Regions from separate parts of the Sus scrofa genome. Here regions 1, 2, 4 and 5 are each linked to region 3. A link is a contact called in public HiChIP or PLAC-seq data. All regions are on one chromosome and are shown on one strand. Each heading gives the region's core, a stretch centred on a gene start, on an enhancer-like site or on the middle of the called end of the contact. The rest is flanking DNA. Distances are from core to core; before and after follow the strand shown.

Region 1 (2,920 bases), core at 401-2,900, 430 kb before region 3:
GTGAGTTTGGGGAATCATCTCTGATGGCGTCGAGATTCAAGGCCAGGAAAGAAAAGGACCGCTTCACTTTCCAGGAGGAGGATCTGTGTACTGAGGAACCCAACTCGGCTTCTCTCCTGAGATGTGGTTTCTGGGGCCCTCATTTATTGTGGGGTGGGGGTGCTGCCCAGTCTAGCCCCACAGGGGGCTCCCGGCAGAGGGAGGGTGGCACTACCCCAGGGTCTGAACTGATGGGTAGAGTGTTTGCTCCTGACAGACGTCTGAAAACCCTTGCAGTGTCATGTTAAAAAAAGTCAACACAGAATCGTCTTTGGTTTTGTAGAAGTGAAACTTTGCATTGTGTCAGGTCTTTTGCTGCCATCTTTAGAAGTGATCAGAAAGATTAGGGAACTCTAAGAGTTATGATATGGCGCAGACATAACAGTCATTGTTTGGACATTTTGAAATTGCTAGTAAAAGATAAAAAGAATGTTCTTAGTATCTAGACTCCATAGACAACTGCCTTCATGTCTCTAAAGTGAATAATCAGCTGTTTTGGTTGTAAACCCTTATTTGCAAAGCGTTTGAATTTATACCACTATGTGTATACTTAAAACTTCACACATGACTAAATTTTCAGATAGAAGTTTTAAATGAGGTGAAACAAAATTGTTTAAAAATACTGATTAAAAAGTTGCTACCCAGTGTTTTTAAGGAGAACAAGGAACATTTCATTGCTTTAAATATTATTTTAAGACTGAGATAATAATTCAAATGTCAAGTTTCCAAACTCAGGCTAGTTTGATGGTTGGTTTGAATGCACTGTCATGGCTTTAAAAAGGATGGCTTGGAGTTCCCATCATGGCTCAGTGGAAACGAATCTGACTAGCATCCATGAAGACGCAGGTTCGATCCCTGGCCTCACTCAGTGCATTAAGGCTCTGGCGTTGTGGTGCAGGTTGCAGACGCAGCTTGGATCTGGCATTGCTGTGGCTGTGGTGTAGGCCATAGGCTACAGCTCCAGTTTGATCCCTAGCCTAGGAACCTGCATATGCCACAGGTGTGGCTCTAAAAAGAAAAAAGAAAAAAAAAAAAAAAAAAGGATGGTTTCCAACCACTAAACAGGAGGAGGGGTGCTGTTGGTCACATTAAGTCATGATGCTCATTAATTCTGTATTCACCAGTTGAGCAAAGGTTTTTGTTGAAATCTGGCTAGCAAATTCCCATCTTCAAGAGTAGACTAATGTAAGCTAATCAAAATGTGTTAGAGTTTTATGTTTTTAATCAAGGACTTCAAAAGCACTCAAACGCTTCATTTGGGAAGCTTTGAATGGGTAATAAAAGCATTTCCAAGATTGTTTGAGTAACACATTCACCTCATTTCCAGCTAAGACGTGACTGAAACACGACAGTGGCCACACTCCCACCATCCTTTTGTGAAAAGCCCTTTTGTAGCACATTCTCAGTAGTCTTTCCCTGGGCTCCCCCCTCGGAGCCCTGGGCTCTGGGGCAGGGGTGGAGGAGGCCCTGTGGTTGCCTGCTCACTGCCCGTGCCTGTTGTGGACACACCGCCCTCCCGCCCTTTCCTGCTGTCCTTGAGGAGTCTGAGAAGCGCTGGGCGGGGCTGGGCAGGGCAGGAGAGGAGCTGAAATGAGTGTTAAAAATAGCCCCAGTGAGTCAGGGCACTTGCTACTGCAGGCCCGCCTTCCAGAACCCCGGCTCAGCCTGCACAGCCCTGGGTGCGGGGGTGGGGGTGGGGGGCAGCTTGTCTCATTCTTTCTCCCAGTCAGATTCTCGTCCGCTCTTCCTACTTTCCCGGCTACACCTTCCTGCTGCTGTTTCTTCCTTATTCTGTATTTGGATCCATGTTTTGGGCATCTTCTTCCTGCTCTTCCAGACAGCTCTTCTTTCGAACCCCCAACCGTGCTGCGTGTGTCTTCCAGCTGTAGGAAAAGAGCTGACTGCTCTTCCACTGTGGCTTTGGTTTTTAGTGCCCTGCTGGGTGGCACCCTGAGGTGCCGCTTTGGGAATCTACAGGGGGTGGTTGATGGTGGTGGGGCACTGATCTATTTAATGACTTCCAAGTTCTGCCCACCTCAGCCCTTCTGCACTTTCCACCAAGGCTTTTAGGATCTCTTGCCTTCCTTTGAGGTACAGGGCCATCAACTTTACTCCTAAATATCATATGTTCAAATCCTCCATCGTCTTGGTTATTAGAAAGGAGAAAGTGAGCTTTTCCACTCAGGATCCCTCTCTTTTCCCCCATGTGCTTCTGTGATCACTCCTCATGTCACGACAGCCCCTGTCTTCCCATGATGGAGAGTTGGGCCCACCTGCCCATCGGGGCCCACTCCACAGTCACTGTCGGCCCCCTGCCTGACGGTTCTCCCTCTTTCCGGCAGGTGGTTGTGGTGCTCCATTAGGAACCAGCTGCTGGGCTGGAGGCTGGGACTGCAGGGTCAATGCCTGCTGGCAGAGGACACAGGTAACTGAAATAAGTAAGCAAAAGTCATCATGGGGCGAGGGCTGCCTGCAAAGAGTGGCCAGAGAAGGCTCAGCCGGTGCTCCAGGTGAGATCAAAGAAAAGCAACCAGCCAAGGGGGAGTTGGGCGGCTTAATTTTAGAAGATGGAAGCCTGCCTTCCAAATGGTCATAATTCTGTATCCTAAGCATGAATCTTGTCCCAAGAGTGCTCTCTTCAAAAACTGCCATGCACCTAATGCCGTGTCCTTTTCAGATGGCAAGAAGATCCTAACCTCCTTCAAGACAAAACTCCCATTAATGTGTAGTCTCATAAAAGATAAACTGTTGGCCTCATCACTGGCTGTTCGCACTCACACAAGGGAATCTGCTCTTCCTGACTTGGTCTCAAGCTCCCAGGAGGGCGGGGTGGGTGACATGGGCATGGTGATGTGGTGACCTTGTTGTTTCTGTTTACACT
Region 2 (2,755 bases), core at 165-2,664, 400 kb before region 3:
GATCAAACCTGAAACCTCATGGTTCCTAGTTGGATTTGTTAACCATTGAGCACGACGGGAACTCTGTCTCTCTCACTTTTTCTAAACACAGTGACTGTGTGCCAGGTGCTGGGGCTTGGAAAGGCATAAGGCTGGGTTCCTGCCCTCCTGGGCTCACGATCTTGTGGACGGATAGATCAATATGGAGACCAATCTAGAAAAGTCATCTATGGGGTAAAACAGGAGTGTGTAAGGGGCCCAGCCCTGCCTGGGACGGGGAGAAAGCTGGTCTTGAAAGACCGGTAAAGGATGCCAAGAGGGTGGAAGGCTGCTTCTGAGAAAGCGCTTGCAAAAGAGCTTTGCCTGAGAACAATGGCGAGGTTGACAGTTTCAGCAGGGAGTGAAAGTTTAAGAAGGCAACGTGGACTAGCCCGTTCAACGTCCAGCTGAGATTCCAGTTATCAACTGAGAAAATGTTCTTCCTCCGAACTCTGAGAGACACTTGGATCCTTGTATCAGGGTCGCCTAACACTGTTTATAGACCACAGGTCAGGCAGTGGACATTGTCTTACAGGGCAGACACGGAAAGACATTTCTCGGTGCTATTTCCTGCATAGACCCTTGATAAAGCCCGACGATTTTAAAAGACCGCTCTGAGTCTTACCCTTTATGGGGTTGAGGCTCCTTGGGGAGTGGAAGGGGAGTGATAAACCATCTCCCAGAAAATGCGCATAATGTTCCATTAAATTTCAGGGGTTTCCAGAACCATTCCCCCTCTATCCTCAAGCCCACCCATGCACTCCAGGTAAAGAACTCTCCATCAGACCCCAGGCTGTGTGGGGGGCAGGGGACTGGAATGACTCAGTATAGACACAGGGCTGCAAGGTGACCAGGCCTGTTGTGGGCATTTAGCTTATTTACAGACAGAGCTTTGAAAGGAAACCGAATCTTTGCAGAAGGCTTCAGCAGGGCCAATACTTGGGTGAGGCAAATGAGGTCTTTGCAGTGGGTAAATAAATATAAGGGAGAGGGTGCCAACAAACTCAGTAATCAAGATAAGTAGTTTCAATGCACTTTTAAAAAGTCAAGATAAACACAACCATCCATAATGAATAAAATTTCGCAATTTTCCATAAAGACACACGCAGTCCTATACTTGCGTGGCCCTGCCTCACTCGCTGCACCTTTATCCCAGCCCTGAGCTTTGGAGCCAAGAAATGCACACCCTCAAAGTCCCAAGCTTGTATTTGAGCAAGACTTTGAGTTTCAGTAAGGTGGTTGCTGGACACTGTGGACTTATTCCTTGTAGTTGCCCTGGAACGGTCCAGGATGTGCGAACAAGAGCAGAACGTGCCTCGCTGCTAAGCTCCCCACCCTCCCCATCCCTGCCTACCCATCTTGGCCCAAGGAATAGGTGTTGGCAGTGACCCAAACATTCCAGCAGGTGGCACTCTTGCTCCAACCAGGTTCCCCTGAAAAGGAGCGTCTTAACCAAACCATAGAGATTTAAACTAGTGGCGAAAGTGTTGCCAATTGCTTTCTGAAAGGCCAGAAGAATCCGCAGCAGGGATTGGGGTAAACAGAGATGCCCTATGAAGAGGTTTGGAGGGATTGTCTGGAGAGCCTGGAGCAGGGCGGAGCCTGATTACAATAGGTTGTTCTGCTCTTTAGCAGGTGAGAAAAATGAGCATTTTAAACCTTCTTTTGTTCTCAGGTGGCAATACCAACACATGTGACAGGGAGAGTGCAGTGGGATTAATGGTTTTCTGTGAAGCACAGACTGGTGGGAAGGGTGCCCTCACTTACCTGCAGTGCTGGCTCCACCACTTTCTACCTGTGACCTTGGACTTTGCAAGCCTGAGATTTTTCATCTTTAAATGGGACTTATTGCAGCTGCCCCCCCGGAGGGTTGTTGGAGGATTAAAGAAACCGAGGGCCAGAAGGCTCTTTGCATGGTGCCTGGCACCAAGTTCATGTTCAGGTAACACAGGGGAGCTGCTGTGATGGACTTCTGGGCTGAGCATCCTGGTTTTGTGGCCTGCCTTGGCCATTACATTAATTAAGGAGCTGACCTCAGAGTGACCCAGAGAAATAACTTGATAATGAACCATGGTTTCAGCAGAATCAACCAGAAGAATTTCCCACCTGGATCGAGTTTCACAGGTGTGATTTTTGAACCAGGAAATCAAGCTGGGCTCCCCAGCAGAACTGTCTCACCCTCAGGACTTGGGAGACATCTGACCACCAGGTGACTGGCCCCCCTTAAGCTGTGCACTGTTGCAGAAAGTATCCACTTACACCGAGGAGTATCAGAGCCTGTCCACCCACCCAGTCTGTCTGACTTGCAGTGCTGGAATCCTGAGCTCACCAAGATGCCCCCAAATGAACTGTTCTCCAATGAGAATGACATGGGTAACGCTTCCTGTGGATCGAGGCTTACTTTATGGCAGTTACTTGAATAAACACTTACATACACGCATTCATTTATACCTTGAAAACGTTGGGAGAGGTAAATCGAACCCGTTTTATAGACAAGTAAATTTAGCTTTAGGGAAATTTAGTACTGTCCCCTTCAATCAGTAATTGGTATACACTTAGGTCTGACTTCTAAATCAGTCAATTTATTTATCTATCATCTATTTATGTGATATGTTCATGCAAACTATTCTGAGCTATTAATAAAGGCATGTTCCTTCGAAACCTCTAGGGTCTAAACAAACATTTTTTAGCCTCAGTTGAGGCATCTTTCTTTCTCCCTCCCTCCCTCCCCCGCTCT
Region 3 (2,700 bases), core at 11-2,510:
GTGAAGCCCCCCCCCCCCCCCGCCCAGCCCGGCGCCACCCGCCCCGGGGACGCTTGTGCTCAGTCCCGGGGACGCGACACCAAAGGAAAGGCCGCCGCGCCAAGCCCTCAGCTCGCCCCGAGTTCTCCCTCCGGGCAGGAGGATCCGGACCCAAGTTTGCCAAGTTTTCCGACAGGCCCGGCTGAGCAAATGCCGCTGCGTCCGGCCGCCTTTTCGCTCCAGCTGCAGGCCCGGCCCGTGGGAAGTTTGTTCGCGGTGGGGTGGGGGGGGGGGGCGTTATCCCGGCCTTCAAAGAAAAGTCCCGGTAGGCGGTGCACCACCAGCCGGGCCGCACCCCCGTGGGGAAGACAACACGGGGGCCTCCGAGCCCCAAGGCACAAAGAAAGCGCTCTAGAGGATGGCGAATGACCTTGGAAACGCGGGACCATTTTAGGGTTGCAGTCCCCCAGCTGCCCTCCCTTTCCGCGCCGCTCTTTCTCTCCCGACGCCGCCCCGGCCCACCCGCCGCTTCCCCAGCGGTGCCTTTTTCAGCTTTTTCTTTAAGAGAGTTGTGTGCGCTGGGCCCAGGAGGGGCCGCGCTGGCCGCGGGGCCCAGCCCTTCCCGCCGCGCCCGGGGCCGCCCTTCCCGCCGGAGCTGGCTGATTGATGGCCCCGGCCGGCCCGGGTCTCCCGCCTCGGCTCGCCCGCGAGCCCGCCTGTGTGTTTTGGAAGCGGCGCAGCGGGCTGCAGCCCTGTGACGCCCGGAGCGGCCAGTGCCGCCCTTCCTTCCCCCCGGGCTCGGGCGGCGGCGCGGCGGCGGGTCCAGGCCGGGCGGGGCCGCGGGCTCCGGGGCGGAGGGCGACGGGAGGGGGTGCGGGCGGGGACTCCCAGGCGGGGGCTCCGGGGCGGGGGGCGGGGGCTCTGGGGCGGGGGCCGCGCCGCGTACGCCCAGCCCCACGGCCGCGCCGCGCCTCGCGGGACAGGTTGGGCCGGCGGGGCGGCGCCCGGCTCCGGGGAATAATGAGTGTCTGTCAGGCCGTCCCCGGGTGACTGGGCGGGGCGGGGCGGAGGCGGCGCAGGAGGAGGGGGTGGCGGGGGAAGGGCGCAGGGCGGGGTGCGTGTTTGCGCGAGTGACTCCGCCGACCCCTCCGGCGGCTGCCTCCACCCAAGTGGGTGGGGACCCGCCCAGCCCGGGCGGCCGCAGCGGCTCCCTCTCCCCTCCCTGACCCTCCCACCCCGGGTCCCAGCCTCTACTTACCCCGCCAGCCCCGGGAGGCTCGCAGAGCGAGCGGCGCCGGCGTCATGTGACTGCCCGGAGTTGGTGCCAGGAGCCAGAGGGGAGCCAGGAGCGGAGCCGCGCGGAGCCGGGGCCCGAGCCGGAGCGCAGCGCGAGCGCCCGCCGAGCTGTGCCGCGCCCGCCGCACGCGCGCCAGTCCCCGTCCCGGTCCCCTGCGGCCGCCAGAGCCAACGCCGCCAGGACTGGAGCGCTGACACCACTGCATCCGCGGGGCTCCAGGGAGCCCAGGTCTGGGCCTTTATTTCTCGCCTGCAGCGCTCAGCACCGCGCCTCGAAAAGTAAGTCCCCTCTCCCTCACCTTTCCTTCTCGCCCCGACTCCCGCTGCCCCTGTTTTCGGCTCGTCTGGTTTCCTTTTTTTGGGGGGAGGGGGGCGCGGTGAATGGGCTGGGGGTGCAGCGCGGAGGTGGGGGCTCCCGTGGGCTTGGGAAAGTGCAACAGCTCCTCGCAGCCGGGGGTGGGGTAGAGGAGGCGAGGCGGAGGGGCCCCCGGTGAAGCAGTGGAAAGTGTGGGATTGAGGAGAGCCACCGTGCGGATCGGCGGGTGCGGGGAGCGAGGCCGGTGGCGCCCGCCGCGGCCCCGGATAGGGCGCGGGCGGGGGCTCACCTGTGTGGTCCCCCGACCGCCGCCCGCGCGCTCTCTCGCGATTCCCTCCTAAGCCCCAGAAATCTCAGTGCTCTCCGCGTGTGGCAACGTTGTTTGGAAAAAGGTAGCACAGAGGCCGCGCGCTCCTGCTCCTCCCCCTTCTCCCCCATCTGGTCCCCCCCCCACCGCGCGCCCTCCCCCTCCCCGCCCTCCGCCTGCGCCCCCCGCCGCCCCCCTCTGCCGACGGGGCGCGCTGCCGCTCACCAGCGGCGGGAGCAAACTTGGAGCAGGCCCTCTGGGAAGAAACTTGGGGCGATTGAGAGTGGAGGCAGCATCGCATTCTCGGTCCTGGAGCCCGGGAGCTGCCAGGGCGTCTGGATCCCCGGGGGCAGGAGAAAGAGCTGGCCAGGTTTGGAGAGACCTCCTCCGGGGCACGGAGAGAACCTGCCGCAGTGTCTGGAGCGAGGATTGCAGCGTGGCTGGAGGCGGAGAACGCCTTAGGCAACTGCCTGCAGCGTTAGGGACCCGATCCGGTGGGGACCGAGGGACGGACCTCTGGACCCGAACCTTTGGGACCTAGCCTTTCTCGGAAGGGCTTTCTTGGAGATGGCAGACAATACCTGGAATTGTCATAACGACTTCTTTGGCAGATAAAAGGGAACACTCGATTCTGCTTTAAATTTTACAGCAGTATACAAAAATATTAGATAAAGAATATGCGCATGGGACTTTTATTTTTCTAAGTCAGGTTAAACGGAAACTGGTAATTGCTCACCTTCTTGTATTTCACTAAAATAAACATTTTACAAACTCAGAATACATCTTTCCATTAATGTCACCC
Region 4 (2,913 bases), core at 407-2,906, 260 kb before region 3:
CCGTCATGGCGCAGCGGAAATGAATCCAGCCAGGAACCATGAGGTTTTGGGATTTGATCCCTGGCCTCGCTCAGTGGGTTAAGGATCTGGAGTTGCTGTGAGCTGTGGTGTAGGTTGCAGACGTGGCTTGGATCCCATGTTGCTGTGTCTGGCATAGGCTGGTGACTGCAGCTCCGATTTGAGCCCTAGCCTGGGAACCTCCATATGCTGTGGGTACAGCCCTAAAAAGCAAAAACAAACAAACAAACAAAAAAGCTACTGTGCAGACACCTCTGCCTTTGTGCTATTCCAGGGGAAACCTCCACTCACTGTGAACACGTTTAAAAGATATAATCAGGGGAGCCAAGATGGAAATGGGCAAAATGGTAAGTTAATGGCAATCACGTTTTTTGAATTTTCATATTTCTTAGGGTTTCTCCTGAAATAGAGTGATAGCTATGAATCTCCGATGTAAAATGGTACCTGCGTGTTGACTTGGTATATTACAAGGAACTTGAGTGATCTTCTGAAATAGTTCTCATTTCTCATGGCCCAGCAAGAGTTTTACTTTACATTTGCCAACACTCTAGTGGAAATATTCAGTTGTGCATTCACCCCACATGGAGTTCCCTCTATGGGCTGGGCTTAGGACACCAAGGTGAGGACCCACCCTTGAGGAACTCAATCTGGGAAGCAAGACCTTACGTCCTGTTGGATGTGGGTTTTCATCTGGAAGTGACAAGAAGAGTGTTCTGAGAGCACGGAGGAAGAAAGACTTAATTCCATCTGGACGAGTTGGTACTTGCAGGAGTTAAGAGCCCAGGTGCTGGGTACAGGCTGCTACGATTGAATCCTGGCTTCATCGTTTTCTAGCTGTGTGACGGGGGCAAGTTTCTAAACCTACCCAAGCCCTGGTTTCAACATCTCTGTAAGGTGGGAAGAATAATGAGACCCACATCATGGATATTTTTTTTTCCCCTGTGGTTGTCAATGGGATGTACCAGCGCAAGCACTCGGTGTGTGTTGCTGAGGATCGCGGGGATGGCGGTGGGGGAGGTGGAGTGAAGATGAGGGCGAGGGGATGGAGAAGGCATCACAGATTCTACAGGGTCAGGAGTTCAGTGGGCAAAGGAGGAAAATGTGGAAGACGGAAGGACATTCCAGCTGGGGCCCTGTGTTGTGTTTTATAACAAGCCCCTGGGTGATTCTGATGCACAGTGATGGTCAAGGTCCACTGAGGCTTTTACGCAAGCGAACAACAAGCTTGGATTTTCATTTTTGGAGAGAACACATCAGTGGCTGTCGGAAGGATGGTGATGAGTCTTGAGCTCAGGGCATCGTGGGGGGAATATGCAGACAGGGAATGATGTCTGTAACAGCAGGGACACGAAGGGAGTGGGTGCCTGGAAGACATTAAAGCCTGGAGGGGACCAGATTGAAGGGTGGGGAAGAGGAGGAGGCAGGCCGAGTCCGGGGGATAGTGGACACAGGGCTTTAATGCCAGTGACTAAATGGTGCCTCTGCCGTCTTGCTGAGACCGCTCATTTGTCCCTCCCTCTGCCTCCTTCATCACTGCCAAAGTGACTGACAGCACAGATTGGCATCCTTGCAGGAGGTCTGGTTCTCCTCTGGAATGCACTGCTCTCTCCAGCCACAGCCGTCACCTCCCCCGTCGCCCCCCACGGTCCAGGGACTCATTCCACCAGCCGCGGTTACTGCCACATAGGCTGATGAGTCACTCTCCCAGAACAGCTGGTGGCCAACATACTTCTCTTGTCCACGGTTGGGGAGCACTTCCAGGCCCTGCCCCGAACCCTCCCCCACACCAAACCCTTTGGTGTGAGCTCCCTTGGCCAAGCCAGCCACCCACATCTCTGGGATGGGAGGGTCTCTGGTCCAAAATTATACTCCAATTACTGCCCTGTCTATATTTTAAGCGAGATGATTAACTCATTAGTGCTTTATTATTGCCACATCTAAGGTAGAGCGACTGTAGGAGTGAAGACAGTAGTGCTGCCGTTTTGGTAGAAATGCGGATTCCTGAGTCCTGCCATAGACCTCCTGAACCACTGGGGGGTCGGGGGGTGAGGTTAGAAACCAGGGAATTTATATTTTTAATGAGCAGCCCTGATGAGTCTTCAATTACCTAAAAAGCGATAGTGGTGGCCCTGGAATTTCTTTTGTACTATTTCCTACCCACTCTGCAGCTGGAATGACCTTACACTCTTGGGGGCCCTTCTAGCTTGCTTGGAGAAAGCTAGGGCCTCCTGTCCAGGGGGACACCCATCGCAAAGCTACCAGCTCAGCCCTATTGTTGCCCTGTTCCTTTTCTTGATCCATTAGAGGCAGCCTGCAAATTATGCACATGCACAGGCAGCAAGTCCAACATATCTGCTTAAAAAAACCAGGCATTCTCATATTTGAAATAACAGTGTTGGCTTACATTGCAATAGTCCTCTTTCAGAAGATAAATTTGCTGTACTCCCAGATTTCAAAGAGTCGTGTGGACTTATCACCCATAAGATGTTTATAAAATTATTTTCCTTGGTCGGAGTAATGAATTGCTCCTAAATGAAGTCCCCTCTCACCTTTCCCTCCAACCCCTTTCCCCCATGACTCATCAAGGCCAAGTTCAGCCAAGCGATCTGTGCCACCAGACCTCAGCTGGATACCATCCATGCACAGCTAACTGAGCCCCTGATGACATCACAGGAAGGCACCATGGTCAACGTGCTTTGAAAGAGGAGTGACAGGCATGTAGGTTCAAAAAGGATTCCAAAAAAGAAATTCGTTAGAGGGCTCTGGGTAATTGGTTTGGTTTCCTAGTTGAGCAAGTTTCCCAGAGGTGAGTGTTCACTGGGTTGAGAGCTGAGGGGATAGAAGGAGGAAAAGGCATGAGCCACACCCTTGCAGAGCCTAAGGTAAGGCTGGCAA
Region 5 (2,788 bases), core at 127-2,626, 500 kb before region 3:
AACTCTGGAGGCTGTACCCGTAAGCCTGCAGGGTTTAAGTCCGAAGTAGAGGATCTTGAGTTGTCACCCTTGAACTTGAAATCTGTAGGTACTGGGGAGCTAGTGAGGTTTATAAAGCAAGGAAATGGTAAGTAGTCTGGAAATAGCCTCAGGATAGACTCTGTAGGCATATCTGAACTTGAAGCAGTCTCAGAATCAGGGCAGGACCAGGGCGAGGCAGGCAGCCAGGCAGGCATCCTGAGTGCACAATTTAAGGAGGCACTCACTTTTAGGGCCCTGCGTGTATGGGCCCTGTGCTTCATGGCCCTGAGGATGAATGCCTCCTTAAATTTGCCTGCAGGCTGGCCTGCTTCCTCCTCCCCCAATCTTGGCCTCAGGTCTCGCACTGCTACCCTGCTCCCTGGACAGCACTGCTGGGAGGTTAGAGCAGCTCTCATGAGGAGTCCTTGGCAGGAAGCTTTTGTTTTGTTTTAAAAACAGCTTTATTGAGCTATAATTCATGTATTATACAGTTTACCCATTTAAATTATACAGTGTATTTTTCTTTATTTACAGGGTTTTGGAACCATCACTGTAATCTAATTTTTAAAATCTTTTTGTCCCCCAGAAAGAAACCCATAGTTGTCACTTCCCAAAACTCCCTCCCCTCCCCCCAACCCTAGACAACCACTAATCATCTTCCTGTCTCTATAGATTTGCCTGTTCTGGATATTTTGTATAAATAATATGTGGTTCTGTATGTGTGGCTTTTTTCACTTAGAATATTTTCAAGGTTCGTCATGTGTAGTGTGTATCAGTGCTTCATTTCTTTTTATAGTCAATTAACACTGCAGTGTATAGATAGACTTCAGATACACTTGTTTGCCCGTCGATGGGCATTTGGGTTTTTCTCCCTCTGGGCTCTCATGAATAGTGCTTCTCTGCACTTTCTCTGCCTGTGTGCACATTTTTGTGTGGTCATATGCTGAGAAAGGGTCTTAAGAGTGTTGTGGAACCTCCTTCTCCAGGGGCCTTGACCATGAGGGTGGTTAGGCCAGTGGGAATGGTTGAGCTCCCCTGCTGGCCGGCCTTGTTTGCTATCTGCTCCAGGCTGCGGGGGGGTCTGGGGGGGGTACAGGGGACACTGATGTTGCCCCCAGAAGTACCCAGGAAGGCGAGGGTAGGGATCCTCCATCAGGGCTCCCACAGCGGCCTCATTCCCGAGGGCAGTAGTCACAGGGCTACAGGGTAGTGACATTGGCCCAGGGCTGCATTTCTTTCAGCTGCCCTCTGACTGCCTGCCCAGAATCCCTTGGAGAACTTGTGGAAACAAGTTAGCTGTTCCTCACCCCTAAAGTGTCTGATTCTGGAGCCAGAATACTTGGTGGCGCCTGAGCATTTGCAGTGCTTACAAGAGCCTGATGCTGACACTGCAGGCTTGGGGGCCGCACTGTGAGGTCCTCTGAATTTCTCAAGCTGCAGCAGCTAATAGGCAAGGAAGGGTACATCCCATCCTGATTTAAACTCCAGCCAAAGAAGCCCTGAGTGGTTGTTAATAAAATAAAGAGATTGAAAATTAGAAATGTGTTCTTTGGCAGATGATGAAACAACAAACAAATCCTATCTTCTTTGCAATAAAACTATTAATAATAGCCATTGTAATTATCCTTATCACATATTAGGCAGTTAGTGTTGGCGCCTTCACACAGTCAGATGGTAATTCTCACGTGGGCTCTGCGCAGCCGTTACTATGCCCTGGCCTTTCACAGAGGAGGCCAGAAATATTGAAAGACCTGCAACTCAAATCAGGTCAGTTCTGCCCCAGAACCAGTCTCTTAATCACAGTCATGAGCTGTTGACAGTTTTAGGAATAAAGTATCAGGAGTTTTGACTGCTTTACTCAAGTTAGTGTTTGTGTGGTGAGAAGCTGCGGTGGAGTAAAAGAACAATTCTTATGTTGGCAGTATTCTAGAATTACATGCTAATTCTTGCTCATACACATTTGGGGCATTATTTACTGGTAATTCTCATTTTTAAAAAACAGAATTAGAAACTTCCTGGATGAGTGGTTTCTGCTAATTTCATCTATTTAAGTGAAAGAAAACACTGTACCTCCTGGAGGGGGCAAGGCCGGGCGTTCCCACTGGACTTGAGCTAGTGGCCCCAGAATTTCAGCTGCTAGCACACTCTTGGTTTTGTAAAATCCAGAGATAAAGCCAAGGGATGCGTTACACTGCTTTCTAAATGGATTTTTTTCCCCAAGTAAATTTGCTTTGTCATTGTCCTATAAATGAAAATATTTGCAGAATGAGTGCTAACAAGATTTTAAACACCTACCAAAGTAGGAATGCTATAATTATGATCTTATATTATTCTGAAAATAACTTGCAGTCCCAATCCATGCATTTTATACTTGGGAGAATAATGGGTTTTCCACAGAAAGTTGAAGACTTGTGCTCATTTCCTGTCCAGGTGTGTTAGCTTGAGAATTTTCGGTTGAGGACAGTCTTAGTGATGAGAGGTTATAGTCTCACCTCTTTGATTTTTTTTTGTTTGTTTGTTTGTTTGTTTGTTTTGGTTTTTTGCAGCATCTTCCCCAGACAGTTACTGAAGGGAAGTTTTTCTTTTTCCTATTGGCAGCAGCCTTGTCTCTTGCAAAGACTTGTGTTGGGGGTGGGGTGTGGGAACACTTGGCCTTTTCTGTCCTGCAAGACTTTTAAGTGTGGGACTTAGATTAGAGGGCGTAGGCAGGGATACCTGCCTTAACAAAGGAGGCATTTCTTCTGTCTCTTTGCAGAATGGCCGGTGT

The links. HiChIP or PLAC-seq counts read pairs in DNA pulled down with a chosen protein or histone mark.
Region 1: an H3K27ac HiChIP or PLAC-seq map of alveolar macrophages shows a contact between it and region 3. The contact joins the enhancer-like site here to the promoter of KLF3 in region 3. A contact is called at or near these places in 3 of 5 promoter capture datasets (fetal liver and liver), 3 of 47 Hi-C or Micro-C datasets (embryonic fibroblasts, fibroblasts and liver) and 2 of 2 datasets of contacts at active chromatin or transcription factors (alveolar macrophages and skeletal muscle).
Region 2: an H3K27ac HiChIP or PLAC-seq map of alveolar macrophages shows a contact between it and region 3. The contact joins the enhancer-like site here to the promoter of KLF3 in region 3. A contact is called at or near these places in 3 of 5 promoter capture datasets (fetal skeletal muscle, liver and skeletal muscle), 21 of 47 Hi-C or Micro-C datasets (adipocytes, alveolar macrophages, brain and 13 more) and 2 of 2 datasets of contacts at active chromatin or transcription factors (alveolar macrophages and skeletal muscle).
Region 4: an H3K27ac HiChIP or PLAC-seq map of skeletal muscle shows a contact between it and region 3. The contact joins the enhancer-like site here to the promoter of KLF3 in region 3. A contact is called at or near these places in 5 of 5 promoter capture datasets (fetal liver, fetal skeletal muscle, liver and 1 more), 33 of 47 Hi-C or Micro-C datasets (adipocytes, alveolar macrophages, blood and 15 more) and 2 of 2 datasets of contacts at active chromatin or transcription factors (alveolar macrophages and skeletal muscle).
Region 5: an H3K27ac HiChIP or PLAC-seq map of skeletal muscle shows a contact between it and region 3. The contact joins the enhancer-like site here to the promoter of KLF3 in region 3. A contact is called at or near these places in 3 of 5 promoter capture datasets (fetal liver, fetal skeletal muscle and liver), 11 of 47 Hi-C or Micro-C datasets (adipocytes, alveolar macrophages, embryonic fibroblasts and 6 more) and 2 of 2 datasets of contacts at active chromatin or transcription factors (alveolar macrophages and skeletal muscle).

The regions. Positions count from the first base shown.
Region 1 is chr8:29,592,196-29,595,115 of Sscrofa11.1, forward strand. No RefSeq gene overlaps it. Among named protein-coding and RNA genes, the nearest start is that of MIR9840, 45 kb to the left of the region's middle. Within about 2 kb of position 1,651, at least 28 of the 83 cell types and tissues checked have an H3K27ac peak or open chromatin away from gene starts, as enhancers often do. A contact at or near this core is called in alveolar macrophages, fetal liver and skeletal muscle, where this site is marked.
Region 2 is chr8:29,627,452-29,630,206 of Sscrofa11.1, forward strand. No RefSeq gene overlaps it. Among named protein-coding and RNA genes, the nearest start is that of MIR9840, 80 kb to the left of the region's middle. Within about 2 kb of position 1,415, at least 8 of the 83 cell types and tissues checked have an H3K27ac peak or open chromatin away from gene starts, as enhancers often do. A contact at or near this core is called in alveolar macrophages, where this site is marked.
Region 3 is chr8:30,023,718-30,026,417 of Sscrofa11.1, forward strand. It overlaps KLF3 (Kruppel like factor 3), which reads left to right and starts at 1,261. Exons shown (of 6, transcript NM_001134352.2): 1 at 1,261-1,554. It overlaps LOC100510918 (a long non-coding RNA gene), which reads right to left and starts at 1,712. Exons shown (of 3, transcript NR_045041.1): 1 at 1,238-1,712.
Region 4 is chr8:29,758,530-29,761,442 of Sscrofa11.1, forward strand. LOC106504622 (a long non-coding RNA gene) reads left to right here. Exons shown (of 3, transcript XR_002346602.1): 2 at 293-365. Among named protein-coding and RNA genes, the nearest start is that of MIR9840, 210 kb to the left of the region's middle. Within about 2 kb of position 1,657, at least 17 of the 83 cell types and tissues checked have an H3K27ac peak or open chromatin away from gene starts, as enhancers often do. A contact at or near this core is called in alveolar macrophages, omental adipose tissue and skeletal muscle, where this site is marked.
Region 5 is chr8:29,523,120-29,525,907 of Sscrofa11.1, forward strand. The region is part of intron 14 of TBC1D1 (TBC1 domain family member 1); the gene reads left to right. Among named protein-coding and RNA genes, the nearest start is that of MIR9840, 24 kb to the right of the region's middle. Within about 2 kb of position 1,377, at least 49 of the 83 cell types and tissues checked have an H3K27ac peak or open chromatin away from gene starts, as enhancers often do. A contact at or near this core is called in alveolar macrophages, fetal liver, fetal skeletal muscle and 3 more, where this site is marked.